Linked DNA regions of Sus scrofa: region 2 is linked to region 1. A link is a contact called in public HiChIP or PLAC-seq data. All regions are on one chromosome and are shown on one strand. The core of a region is the stretch at or near the end of the contact, and the rest is flanking DNA. Distances in the headings are between cores, read along the strand shown.

Region 1 (7,120 bases), core at 2,708-5,207:
TTCTTGTATTTACGGATTGTGCTGTCACGTTATACCCTCGTCGCCTCTGCAGGCTTGTGGACGTGTCCCTTTGTCCCTTCCCCTGCTTGAGCCTCTCCCACATGTGTTTCTCTGCATCTCACTGAGAAGCAGTTCCACTTTCCTCCTAGTTTATTGTTGGCTGTGTAATTTTGTTTATGATGTTTTTCTTGCTGGCGGTTTTTCTGTACTCTGTACTCTGACTCAGGAAGCCCATCTCCTTTTCTATTTATGGTAATTACTAGAGAGCATTTTATTTTGGCCCTTGGGGAGTGCCTGCTGGGTTTCTTTGTGTGGGCATGTATGTTAAAATTGGAAAGTGTTCTCTTTGAGGTCAGGGCTTTTATAAAATAGTCTGAAAAGTTAGTCAGATGCCAACTGGCCATTAAAAAAAATAATAATAATTGTTTTGTATAGGATGACCTCTCCTCCCCTACCCCTTCCTTTTTTCTATCTTCTTTTTCTTCCTTTTAAGTGCTTTATCATCAACGTGAAGAATAAACCAGTCTGTTGCCATCATGTTAAAGGGGTGAGATCTGTTCTCTGGTGTGTGGGGTGTACAGGTCTTTTTGAGGCCTGCTTGGTAACTGGGGACAATGTTAGAAGCTAGAAGGAGGCAGGCAGGCTGCTCAGTCTCTCTTGATGTTTTCTAGAAGCCCAATTGTCTGGAACAAAACTTGAATTATATGTTAATGTGGTCAGGAGCTCTCACAGAGTCAAGCCTGGCGGTCCTTGTTCTGATGGCACAGAAAGAGGAAAGAACACTTCACTTGTGACCTACGGGTGACTTAAGGGCTGGAGTTACTCTGTTGCAACCTAAGCTTTGGGGTGATGAGAAAATGAACATATGAAGGCTTTTTTCCTCTTAATTTAGTTCTTAGTTCCCACTAAGGGGGTATTGGGGCCAAGGTGATCTGCCTTTCCAATCTCTCCCTTCTGATGTAATGAAATTAGCCAGCAGTCATGACCTAGTTTCCTGATACTTGTGCTGAGGTATTATTTGTATCTGTTATTGGCCAATCAGAGCTTAACTCCTGACTCATAGATGTGCAGGATTGGTTTTGCTCGTTCAGGTGGAGGTACTGAAAGCTTTGAATACCTTGTTCAGTGGGATTGAGCAGTAAGGGCTTGTTTTTTGTTTCAGAGAAAGCAAGCTTTAGTATCAGCTAAAACTTTGTTTTTCCTGACTTTGGAGAATACAGAATGCTCAATTTTAGAGAATGTCAGGAAGATGAAAATGTATTAAAACATTCTGTGTTCTATTTAAATAGTTTCCTTAGCAACTTTTGTTTTAAGCTTCATTTCCTCAACAGTTGTTTATTAAGATCCTAATGTGAACCAGGCCAGATATTCGGGAGTTGGTAGGAGATGAATGATTTTCTTGATTTTTTTTTTTTTTTTTTTTTTTGGCTGCACCCATGTGTCCTGGGCCAGGATCGAACCTACTGCGGCTCGGACAAAGCCAGATCCTTAACCTGCTGTGCCGCAAGGGAACTTACAGGATATGAATGATTTTAATACAGCGGAGACTGTGATTTTGTCAAAGCAGGGAGTGTTGATGGGTGGGTGTTGCCGGAGTTTGTTTTAGAGCCATGATTCTGAGTTTATCAAAATCTCAGGGCACAGACCGCGCGCGCTGGACCTGTGGCATCCGGGAGTCGTGGGGAGCTCTGTCCTTGATAGAGTTCCCCAGGGCATTTCCATGGCAGCCCTGCTGGGAGACTAGGATTCCAGAGAAGGGTTTCTGGAACATGAATCCCCAGCAGTGGATGCGGTAGACTGGTTGGAAAGATGGGAGTCGGGTTCCTGGGAACCCCGTGATGAGCAGTTGCAGGAGAGAAAAATCTTTTCATCAGGAGCTTGAGGTTTCCTGAAGGAGAAATGTACAGAGAAAGCACACCCACAGAGAAATGTGGGTTTGGTGATGGGGGTGGCTCGTGAGTGGGTGCCGTAGAAAACAACGTTGACCACTTAGTGGGAATTGTTTTCTGACTCCTTCCTCCAAGTCTTAGGGCCCAGCCAGGAGCCGGCATCCAGAAGTGGCTGCTCTGGCTCCTTCTGAGCTTCACTTGAGAGAGACAGGTGATAGTTTGTCTCACCTCTGCGCGTCCTTTCTGATTGGTGACCACTTGAAAGGTTGCCCGCAGGGTCTCAGCTGCTGTGCAGGGTGTCCTGTGAGCATATTTGGGGTTCCTGGGAGAGGGGGCCTCAGGTCTGCCTCTGTCTGCCTGTGGTGGATGTCGGTCACTTTTCTCATTTGCGTGTAAAGCTGTACATAGTAAGGGGGCATCAGGGGGTGTGAGACAGAGACTGAGCACGTGATTTATGACTTGGGATCACAGAACCTTCTCACAAGCAGCAGCCGTAGAGGTACAGCCTGGCCCCTGCTGAGCAGTGGGTTTCCAAGGTCTCCTCTGCCACATTATTGAACTTAAGACTTGGGGCTGTGATGGCCAGCGGAGCCATTTCTAGAACGTCTCTGGAGTGTGTGAAACAGTCCTTTTCCTCCGTGTTCAGCCCTCTGCCTTCACTCACTATTTGGAAACATCATTTCCCCTAAGTTTCTAAAAACCTACTTAGCCATAAAACGACTTGTCCAGGTCATCCAGCCCTTACCTGACTTCACCCCTGACTTCGGATGAAGAAGTTACCGATGTTTTTCTGCCCTTAGATAAAGAACTCAAAGTTGGAATCTAGGTTTGATATTTAACTACCAGCTGTGTTTCACATCTCTAGGTTTGACACATGGTCTGAACTTTGACCTGTATCTCCCAGCATCTGAATCGTCAACTCCAGCTCAGCATGTCCAAAAACTAAGTTTTTGGTTTCTCCCTCCCAAAGTGCTCTCCTTTCCCCCAACTCCATGTCCTGAGATGAATTTGGCGGGGGGTGAGGGGGGGTGTTACTCTTTGACCCCTTTTTGCTCTCACAGTCTACATCAGCACCCAGTTGGCTCAGCTTTTTAAGTGTTTCTAGAATGTAACCGGTCCTCATAGCCTCTTGCTACTTCCTTGTCTCTTCAGCTTTTGTGTAGGCAGTTGTCACAACCGTCCATAGTATCTGCCCCTCCCCACACACCTCCCATGGTTTATTATCAACCCAGAAACCTGTGTAGGCTTTTGAAACCTGTAAATCAAAATTTTACTTCTTTGTTCTAAACTCTTCCTTGGCTTCCTATTTAAAGTAAAATTATCATCTCCCCACTTCTGCTTAATTCTTTCACACATATTACCCCAAGTGTAAATTGTGCTTAATACACGCTGTGCTCATCACCTGAGTTTGGTTCCTCGTGTCATTGACGTGTCAACATAGGACGAACCATGACTTGCTTCTAGAAGGCCGCATTTGCTTTCTCAACAGCTTTGTTTGAAAATGAGATTGCATATACACTATGTCGCCTTTTGCGGGGGTCAGCCCTCTTCACTTTGGGGGAGCTTTGTCAGTCTGTAGGTAAGCAAGCATGAGTCTTTCCAATGAGTCATTTACTGGTCTCTCAGGCTTTACAGAGCTAAAAAAAACCTGCATGAAATGTCATTTTACATGGAAGAACTAATACTAGATAGAACTGGTTAGGATACAGGAGCCCATGCAGCTTTTCTGGTTTAGTTTAGGTGGCAGAAATAATTGTGATCTTTGCAGGTCATTGTGAAATTGTGATATAATTAAATCTTGTCATTGGACCAGGAATAGATTGGCAGTAGGTAATAGCTCACTTTGAATAAGATTGATATCTTGTGTTAAGGATCCTGGCCACATTGAATCATGTATTCCATGCATTATACAAACCAGGAACAGTGGGTAAATACTGAAACAGAAGCTGGTAAATTGAGCCTGATTGACTGCTGATATATTTCTTTGGTACCAAAGTATTGATGTGAAAGAGATTTGAGGATGGACTTTTATCTCTGTGTATTTAGAAAGTCTCTTCTTTATTTACTGTTGAATTATTGTGGAAGTCATGATCAATATTTAGTTAATAAACACTGAAGCTCCAGTTGCCTGCTCTCTGTTTTGAGATAGGGATACAAAGCTGTCGCCTCTACTTGAGATGCTCACCCCTGGTCAGTTAGGGGTATTGGGAGCTCCACAGTGGGAAGGACTTAAAGCCTAAGTTGGGTTGATGGTGCTTTTGTAGGCCACGCTGAGAAATTTGGAAATTCCCCCTTTAGTTAGTCATGGGGGAGCTTTTGAGTAGGGGAAGGAGTGCCACGCATTGATGGTTTTAGAAAGTAACACATTGCAGTGATTCATAAAGTAGAGATTGGGAAGGGCAGAGGAAAGAGAATTGAAAACGGTGGGGGAGGAAACAGGAAAACAGGGGAGAGTCAATAAATTGCATTATATTTGGCAATTATAATATGTTTCATGGCAGTGAGAAGTTATTATGCAAAGTCAAAATGAGAGTCAGATCCCTTGCAAAGCTGTGTACACCCGTGGTTCTCAAAGTGTGTTCCCTGACCCACAGCGTCAGCATCACCCCACCCCCAGTCCCCACCCTGGGAGAGACTGGGGGTGGATCTCGCAGTGTGTGGTTTGTTTCTCACAAATGTCCAGGTTGGCAGCCCCTTCCTTGGTTTGTACATCTCTGGAAATAGAGAATTCCAGAACTGGAGTTTAGGTCTCTCTTAAGATTGCTGCTTCTATGTGTTCATTATTGAAACGGTTTTGAGTGCCTGCCGTGTACTAGATTCACCCTACATGTTGGGAACACAAAGATGAGTCCACATGGCAGGTCTGCAGTTGCACAGACTAGCCAGGATGCGGTCTGCCCGAGCCTCCTGCCCCTCCTCTGGAAACGTCTGTGTGGTGCTGCTCCCCTGGCTGGCTGCAGAGGAGAGAAGGTGCAGAGGCAGGAGTACGTGGCCTGCCCCGCAGTGGCCTGCGTTCACTTAGCATTCGTGGGAAGCGCTGTTTGGAGGGGAGATGGGCAGGTACCTGGTTTCTGGAGATGCATTCCTGTGATGGTAGGATGCAGACCAATCCCAAAGTGGTCCTTAACTCCGGGGACCTCTGGAGGGTGTGAGAAAAAGGGGGAAAGGGCAGACATGGCGCGGTGTTCATTTATCTGAAATGCAAGGTTTATTTGTGTACTTTACTTGAACTTGAAATGTTTCACAAAATGGCCCCACAGACCCCTAATTGTTCTCCAGTGCAGCATGAGTAGACAGCCAGTCCCCTGGGAGTGTATATTCTTTGATGCTTATTTCCTGGGTGGAGGTCCGTGTAGAGCTCGTAAAGCCAGTCAGGTGTTGACAGAGCTCATAGAGTGACCCCAGCAGGGCCCTGGCGGGGGGCGGGGGGCGGAAAGAAACAGGAGTGTAAACACTGCGCTCACCCTGGGTGTGGCTCACTGGCCCTGGCAGGAGGCACTCCATCTCCGAGGTTTGGGTCCCCCTGTGGGTGCTGGGAGACTGGTTGGTGGAGTGCTGGCTTTTGTCTGGTCTTAATCCCAGAGGATTTACTTTGTAGGGAATTACCAAAAAAAAAAAAAAAAAAAAATGGTTTGAGGGCATCTTCAGGGCTTTCTTGTAGACTGAAGCATCCTAGACTCCATCCTCAGAATTTTCTGTGCATTCTTTGCGGATCTGGAAGGCACGATGTAGCAGAACAAATTGGAACCACTTCCCTGAGAGTTGTAGAGGGGATATCTGTTCTTAGCTAATTTGGACTCTGGTTTTCTGTGCCAGGTATTCTCATATTCTAGAATTTTCCTGCTAAGCTGAGTAGAGCATAAAAGTACGTGTTTTGAAATCTCGGGAATGTAGTGAAATGCACGAGAAAGTAACACAGTTGAAAACCCGTCCAGTTAATTCGAAGTGCTGCCCTAGAACAGCGCTGTCCAGTAGAACTTCTGTGTGGATGGAAACATTTTGGGGCTGAGCTGCCCATTTTTGGAGGCTTGTGGCTGTTGAGTCCTTGAAATGTGTCCAATACAAGCTAAGGAACTTAATTTTGAATTTTAATTAAGTTAGTCATAAATATGGCTGGCGACTACTCTATTGGATAGTGTATCTTAGAACGTGCCATTTGGGGGGACTTTGGGGGCATCCTTATTAGCATAAAAAGGCTGTAAAGATAAAAAGATCCAAATCATTCAGAATTCCTTTGGGACCCTCCCTGATAATAGTTTGTTCCCAAATGAGGTGGTTGTAGAGTCACTTTGCATCATAGCTCATTCTGGTTTTTTTCTAGGCAGGGATGTCTTGGTAATTTGACTTGATCTCCCCCTCCGTCCCCCCTTTGAAGGTAGATCGCCAGTGTGATTTCTGCTGGATTCTTGGGGATAATCCTGCTGATTATGTTGAAACAACAAACTGTCAGACCAGGAATTGCAGGGGGGTTGCAGGCGCTCACTGCTGTTCCCTGACTGCACCATTTAACCGTGAACGCGCCCAGGCTGCTGCCGCCTTGACAACGGCGGGTCTGACACGCTCAGACGCAAAAGAGCTGACTTGGCAGCTGCCCAGCAGATTTTTATAAAGCTCAGTTGGTGGCCGGAGATTCAGACTGTCAGAGTTGTGTTATGCAATAAATCGTTTTCAGCAGAAGTTCTTAATCCAATTTCAGCTGTAGCTTTTTTTTTTTTTTTTAAATAGGCGGTAATCAAAGATAAGTACACATTATTTAATGGGAGTTTGGAAGAAGTAAAACTCTCCTTGCATAAGCATTTTCAGACCGTTTACTTATCCTGGGAAGCATGTCTTTCGGAGAAAATTTGCTGCTTGAAGTGCTTTTAATTTAAAACCAAGGCAAAGGAACATCATTCATGAGTTCAGTAAGTCAGTGGCTTCCTGGCCACTTATCTAATTTCTAAGTGTGAATATTCCCTCATTTCTCTTTGATGTTTGTGTATTGACAGTTGAACCATTTTATGGAATTTAAAATGGATTAGCATCAAATTGACTTGAGAAATTGAGTTGATTTCTAGTGGAGAAAATATTTTGTTAAAAGAGGAAGAAACAGTTTTAGCCTAAGTTGTATCTCTCACATTTTCATTCAGTGTTCTTTCTCTGGCTCGGTAAATCCTTGTTTATATGGAGTCTGTGCCAAGAATTAACATCTCCAGCAAATTGTCATCATTATTATTATTGTTATTGATTCT
Region 2 (7,120 bases), core at 2,193-4,692, 68 kb after region 1:
GGATGCCTCTTTGATCAAAGGGAGACCATTAGGGCATGTTTCGGCTGGTGGAACTGAAGAAACTCCTTCTAGAGAGAGTAGTTACACGCCTCCTGGCCCCCTGGCCTGCTGCTCGCATCTCGATGAACAGGACTCAGATGTGGCCGCTCGGTGCTGTGGCCTCTGCCGAAGCCAGCTGTGTGGAGGCTTGCTCTCAAGTGGCTGCTTTCTCTGAGTTACTCAGTGCATTGCAGAGGCATTCTTTCCGGGAAACCTCAGCATGTCCTGGGTTCTGACCATCTGTGAGGTCACGACGGTTTATCTCTCTCCTGGCCCCCTCCCTCCAGGGCGTCCTGGGCTCTGCCTTTCCCTGCAGAGGTGGCCAGCCTGGTGGGATGGTGGCATGTAACCTGAGAGTGACCATGCAGGAAGCCCCCTCAGCTAAGCGCCTCCCGCTGCACCTGAAGTGGCTTGATCGCTTGGGGCTGGGCAAGTGGCACGGGAGAGACGGGGCCACGGGAAAATAGCACATCTGTTGATGGGAAGCGTCACAGAAGTGGGTTGTTCCTCATGTGGCAGGACCAGGGAAGCTAGGTTAAAAGATAAGATTTTGGAAGTGTGGTCACTTCTCAGCTTTTAGCTCATAAATTCTGTTGCTGTTCCCTTTGCTTATTGGAGCTTTCCACCCTTCCCCTCACCTCCCACCCAGTTTCACACTTTTTTAAGGTCATGTAGAACTTTTGGACTCTCTCCTATTTCTTTCCCTCTTTTCCCTTTTTGTTCTCTGTCCTTCTCTGTCTCTCTCTATCTCTCTCTCTCTGTCTCTCTCTCTCTGTCTCTCTCTCTCTGTCTCTCTCTCTGTCTCTCTCTCTCTCTCTGTCTCTCTGTCTCTGTCTCTGTCTCTGTCTCTCTCTCTCTCTCGGCTCCACCTGTGGCACATTGAGGTTGCCAGGCTAGGGGTCTGATTGGAGCCACCACTGCCTGCCTCAGCCACGCCAGATCTGAGCTGCATCTGTGAGCCACACCACAGCTCACAGCAACCCACCAAGATCCTGAACCCACTGAGCGAGGCCAGGTATCAAACTTGCAACCTCACGAGTACTAGTGGGGTTTTTACCACTGAGCCACAGCCGGAACTCTGTCCTTCTCTTTTGTACTGTCACACAGAGATAAGTGGAGCTGGGTCATGCTGAGGCCTTATGATGGCACCCGCGACAGATCTGTGGGCTGTGGCCTTCTTGGGAGGGGATAAGCTGACCTGTGGCTGTATCATTTCCTATTTCTAGAAAATGGGCTCGAGCAGGAGGGATTAATGAAGGGTTTAATTGAACAGGAAGTCTTTCAGCCCTTTGGAGTTGCTGCAGTGATGCGTACCGCTTGGGTATTAGGTATGAGAGGTTCTACTTGTCTCGCGCTGTTTCCTGGAACTCCGTGGGGATCAGACCTTGTCAGGGCACTCGAATGTTACAGACCGAAAGGGCGTAATAGTCATTTGCAGCACTGGGTAGAGGGGAGGCTTGTTTGGGTCTCTGCACACCACCAGTCTTGCCTTCTGCTACTGGCCTTGCTCAAATCCTTTGGAAATCCTTGGAGCTATGTTTATACCGTCTCAGCAAATGCAAATACAGTATTTCTGGAAAGCGGGGATAGGTGACTCAGTTTATTAATGGCTGGGTTTTGTTGGTTAAATGGCTGTAAGGTAAATACTTGATGACAATGCCCCTTCTGCCTCTGGGACTGACTTTGTCCTCTTGGTGAAATTCTCATTTGGGAATTAAGGGAGGTCTAGTCAGAAAACCTTCTCTCCAGACCCCTGAGAAGGTTCTTTGAGCCACGCACAGTTTCTGTGGTGGATGTGTGTGTCCTGCAGACATTCTGTGAGTCTCTGCTTGTCATCTGCTGCCACCCGCAGACATGACGCTTTTCCACTGGGTGCTCGTCCCTGATGTCAGATGGAGGGGCTGTGGGTTCTCAGCCTGGGACTTCCACAAGGCTGAAGAGGACGCGCTGGGGGGACTTTTATACCCTCAGCCCCCCTTTTATGGAGGTGTCTGAGGTCCCGGGATGAGTGTAAATGTGGGGGACTGTTGCCCTGGAATCGGCCTCCATTCTCCTGGCCGGTCTGGTTTGATGCAGCAATGCCATTTGGAAGGAGGTTTCTGCTTCCTGGTCTGACCTCGTGCAACCTCGAATGTTGGTAGAAATTCAGTGTCGCTTTTGGGTATGCTAGGTATTGTCAGAAAAGAAAGTGATTTCTCGGAGTTCCTGTTGTGGTGCAGCAGAAATGAATCCGACTAGGAACCATCAGGTTTCGGGTTCAGTCCCTGACCTTGCTTAGTGGGTTAAGGATTCGGCGTTGCCATGAGCTGTGGTGTGGGTCGAAGATGTGGCTTGGATCCCATGTGGGTGTGGTGTGGGCCAGCAGCTGTAGCTCTGGTTTGACCCCTAGCCTGGGAAACTCCATGTGCCGCAGGTGCGGTCCTAAAAAGCCACAACAACAACAAAGAGAGAGAGAGAAAATGATTTCTATGCCATGGCTTCTTTTGCCTCCTTTGAATTGATACAATTTCCAGTGTTTTTATTTAAACTTCTGTCCCCTGTTGTGTCTGCTGGATCTGTCATGGCAGCCTCCAGTGACGGTGAGCCTGGGCTGAGTCTTGAGTCTGGATGCTGCCTGAGCACCTGTTTTCCATTGGGAGAACGTCCCATTACTCCAGGATCACAAAGCACAGACAGTAAAAAGGAGGATGATGGCTCTTCCTGTATTCGTTAGTGATTAGCAGATTCTTTAATTATGATCATGTGTCCTCATCTCTTGGCAGTTGTCATAAAGACCTAGACCTCTTTGATAAACATTCAGGAAGAGACCCTGTGTGGACGTGAGCATCTCTGCCATGGGACAGACTCTCACTCAGCACTGGGTTGGTGGTAGCCTCATTAACACCCATATGTTGCAAATGACACGTGATTATGTTCAGCCTGCTAAAGAAGTTTCTGTCGGAGTCCTCCATGATTCTGAGTGAAGGAAGCATGTTAGAACATAGTGCCTTGCTTTAATTTTGCCTTTTCTTACTTTTCTGAGTGGTACTAAATCACTTTTGAGGGAGGGATGTATTTCAGAAAACAGTCCAGTGGATTTTAGCCCTAGGTATATTGTCAGCATATAAAATGTTGAATTGTGAGTTGCTGTTTATTTTCCATAAGCAGGCAGGGAACTTGAGTTGTTCCTTATTAGCAAAGGGTATTGCTAATAAAATTGTTCATCTCCTACTTGATGTAAACCGTGGCTGGTTTCTTAGCTGGTGTCAGATTTTAGCGCACTCCTAAAAATTGGTTAATGCTTAGACTTGTCATAAATGTGTGAAAGTCAGAATTCCCCCTTTTCTTCAGGGCCATCCCCAGACTGGTGACTGAAGACTCTCTACTGCCATCTATTGGTGCTTGTTGGCTACTTCATGGGATTTCCAGTGGGTGGGGAAATTGTCCAGAATCCCTTTTCTATTTGCCAGCCTTTAAATATTACAGTCCTTCCTGTCCTAGAGGCAGAGGATGTGAGAAGCTGAAGGAAGCCTACTCCGTATCTTTCAGGGACTCATTGGCCTTCTGAGCACTGCCTTTGTGCTTTGGTCTGTCCTGTGATGATGAAGTTTCGAATCTTACCCATTGTGCAACTCCGTGGAGAATGTTTCTGGTGGCAAAGCCCTATAGGATCGACTCCTCAGACTGCTTCCGATTCTGCTGGATTTTTTTTTTTTTTTTTTTTTAAATGAATGAGCTGTGCAGCATTGCAGGATGAACTTCTTGTTTTAACTTTTGTTAAAGAACGAAGGAAAATGTGGTTCTTGTCTCCCGGAGTCATTCACTTGTCCCAGCTGTCGTCTCTGCCAGGATTTGAGGAGTTCTCTGGCAGTGTGCAGCCGGGTATTGAGTAACCTAAAATTGAGAAACTGCTAGGGGTTTTGTTGAAATAGTATTTTTAAAAACAAAATTGGCAGCCCCATCTGAAGAGAGAATAGAAAGACAGATCAGCATTTCAACTGGCTCTTTGGGGCTTTTACAACTGAATGTACTTTTGATAATTTGTTCACACCTTGTAACTACAATAGTGTATTAGGAATTTCTTTGGCCAGATCCCGGCTGGATTAAGATTTTAAACTTCCATGTGTTGGCCCTCTGACTTGTGTTACCTTTTTTTTTTTTTTGCTGTAAGATACAGTTTTTGCTCAAGACCGCCCTGAACCCAGCAGTCTTTGTGGAGAAGAGCATTTGCAACTCCTAGATCCTGCAAATGGTTTGGAGTTGGAGTCCTGAAAAGAAGATTATGCTGCCTTGAGGTGCCAAAACTGGTGGCTTTCCACTGGTGTAAGCTATAGCACATATGACACTTGTGACTGACAGAACAAAAGGGCTTTGTTGCCGCTTTAATTGTTGATTAATGATGATCCGTCTCAAATTTGACATGGTTGCTTTCTAGAACACAAAAGAAGTCAATGTCAAATACTTCCTTGATCATGACAGAGTCAGGGTTTCCAGGCAGCCTTGGTTCTTTGACATTTCAGGATGCTGCATCAGACTTTAAAACAAAACAAAACCAAACCCCACATAATGGCACCATTTTATTAGCGGGATCAGAAGTGGTTCTGCATTTTACTTCTCATACCAGGTGTGTGGGTTCACCTCTAAACCCTGTTTGTCTGGGGAAGATGCAGCATGTGTCTTGCAGATATTTTGTGCTTTTGCTCTTCTCCTTTCTCTCTGATGCCTGCTTTCTGAGGGAGTGCAGTATTTGTGAGCCATTGGAATGTCTTGCGGGGGTGGTGATGGTGTTGGGGTTGCAGTGCTCGCCTTCTCCTTGGCGTTTTGGTGATGAGTATATTTCTAAGTGGTTCGGTTAGCCTTCCTCAGGATATCTCGGCGTTTTGAAGGAAGTTCAGGTGTTTTTTAAAATGAGTGATTTTAATCGGAAGGATTAGGTCCTAAGGAAGCAGCGTATAGATGATATTGTTGTTAGTCGTTTAAGGGAATTATGGAACAGCTTTTGGAATTGTGCCATCTTTTAAAAACATCTCTATTTTATTTTTTTTTTTTCCAGCCCTGCCTTCTGACGTGCAAGGCAGCATACGTATCTCACAGTCTGAAAGTTAACATGTTTGCTGTTTTGCCTGACAACCTGTAGTTAGGAAGAAGCAGGCGCTAGTAGTCTTTAGCAACACAGGCATTTTGGAGATGTAGGTTTTTATTTCCTGCTTGGCACAGGCAAAAAAGATCAGTACTGGAATTCTAAACGAAAGATTCGTCTAGAATTATGAGATCATGATGCAGGAGGAATTATTCTTACAGGAATTACTATATTCAGGTTTTATAGGTGAAATCAGAGAAGATGGGAGCTAGAGTGGGCCTCAGTTTTTTCCTTTTCATAGAGGAGGTCGGTCCCCGCTACCCCCCATCGCCTGTCCCCTGAGGAAATAGAGGCCCAGCTTGCCCAAGATGACAAGTTCATTGAACCAAAGCATCCAAGTCTTTGTGATCCCACAGTCTCTTCCTGTATCTCTCTGACCAAGCAGAACTTGATAAAGATTTGTATTGAAGGGATTCAACCAAAAAATACTTCCTTTAGGTAAATCGGGTGAATAGCAAACTTTTCCTCTAAATAGCTGACTCTGTAATTTAATTAAGACAAGTGCTGCAAATATTTAACATCCTGTGGTTTTTAGAGTAAACAAACGATTTCATCTGTTGCTATGGAAAGCAAGAAATGAGGCCTCTGATCCAATATGGCGAGATCTCCAGAAATACCATCAAGGAGGAGTTCCGGGTGACAGACCTCTTCTCTGGGAGCCTCTGACCTCCCTTTTCTGCGTCTGGGTGAAGTCCTCCCACCCCAGGAGACAGACACCCATTGTTACCGAGTTGCCTGGAGTTGGTTTCTGCTAGTCGCCTGGTGCCCTTGAGGATGTGTTTATTTTCTCTTGACTATACAGGATGTTTACAACCATCCTTTGTGGTTGGCCCACAACTGCACTTGCATTTGAATTTGGTGGGCAGCTTGCCCTAGGCAGGGGATATCCCCTGCCCGACCCCCTACAACCTCACTCACACACACACACACACACACACACACGCACGCACGCACGCACGCGCGCACATGCACGCACACACACTTGTTTCTTTGACTAGCTGCCAGGTTTGTACTGTGTGTGTCTGGGGGTTGAATAAAGTGGGTACTTATTTAGGGGATGGAAACACAGGAAATTTTTTTTTTTTTCCCCTTTTTTTGAGTAAGCCTTTCAGCAAGTTGGCAAAGCTTCAGGCCCAGCTCCCACACCGGCACAAAGGGCCTGGCTATGCTGGTCACTCTGCATTTGCCAGACACTTGGCGTTGTCTTTTTTTGAATGAACACACATTCTGCCCTCCCACTTCCCACACATGCACTGCTCTTTGTTTCCAATTGGGATTGGGATGCCATCTAAGTAATTGGATTTACCAGCTTACGTTTTTAATATTGAATATTAAGTTAATAAGATGGTCTTTGGGCATACATTTCCCTCCACGAGGACCACCTGGGCATTGCTTTACACCACCCGGCCCTCTCACTCCTGCTTTGTCCTGCGCCCTCCTTGGGTTTGTAAACTATCAAAAATCCTGGACAGAAATGGAATTTAATTAACCTAGAAATTGCTGCTGTGCCATACTTAGGGCTCCCCCAGAGATGGAGCGTACAGATAGCAATGAGCTGGTTAGCTCTGCTCTGTAGATGACCCCAGAGGAAACCTGGAGACACAGTGCCACCCCCTCTCGAGGCCGGTGATGGCAGGCTGCCCGGGCAGCTTCGCAAGGCAGGAAGGGGCGCGGGGGCGGGGGGCACAGAGAGCGTGTCACAGAACGACATGGTATTTGGCATCGGACTCGCTCAGCTACCAGTGGGCTTTCTTCACAAGCCCCGTCTGGTGAGTTGTTTGCGAACTTGGAGAATAGTGGTAGTGTTTATCTTGGTCTGCTGCTTTATTCCTGTAAAGGTGCTAAGCTTTTTTTTTCTTTTTACCTGAGTATGAAATGTATTTGAAGATGATATGTTTGGGTAAAATTTTAACTGATTCAGTAAGTGAAACATTCCTTTGGCTGTGGCCCCTGATGCCACCT

The links. HiChIP or PLAC-seq counts read pairs in DNA pulled down with a chosen protein or histone mark.
Region 2: a contact with region 1 is called in an H3K27ac HiChIP or PLAC-seq map of alveolar macrophages, with 3 times the contacts expected there. The contact joins two enhancer-like sites. A contact is called at or near these places in 1 of 5 promoter capture datasets (liver), 5 of 47 Hi-C or Micro-C datasets (blood, liver and skeletal muscle) and 2 of 2 datasets of contacts at active chromatin or transcription factors (alveolar macrophages and skeletal muscle).

What each region holds. Positions count from the first base shown.
Region 1 is chr7:11,462,999-11,470,118 of Sscrofa11.1, forward strand. All of the region lies in intron 2 of JARID2 (protein Jumonji), which reads left to right. Among named protein-coding and RNA genes, the nearest start is that of JARID2, 110 kb to the left of the region's middle. Within about 2 kb of position 3,958, at least 7 of the 83 cell types and tissues checked have an H3K27ac peak or open chromatin away from gene starts, as enhancers often do. A contact at or near this core is called in alveolar macrophages and liver, where this site is marked.
Region 2 is chr7:11,531,404-11,538,523 of Sscrofa11.1, forward strand. All of the region lies in intron 4 of JARID2 (protein Jumonji), which reads left to right. Among named protein-coding and RNA genes, the nearest start is that of JARID2, 180 kb to the left of the region's middle. Within about 2 kb of position 3,443, at least 17 of the 83 cell types and tissues checked have an H3K27ac peak or open chromatin away from gene starts, as enhancers often do. A contact at or near this core is called in alveolar macrophages and liver, where this site is marked.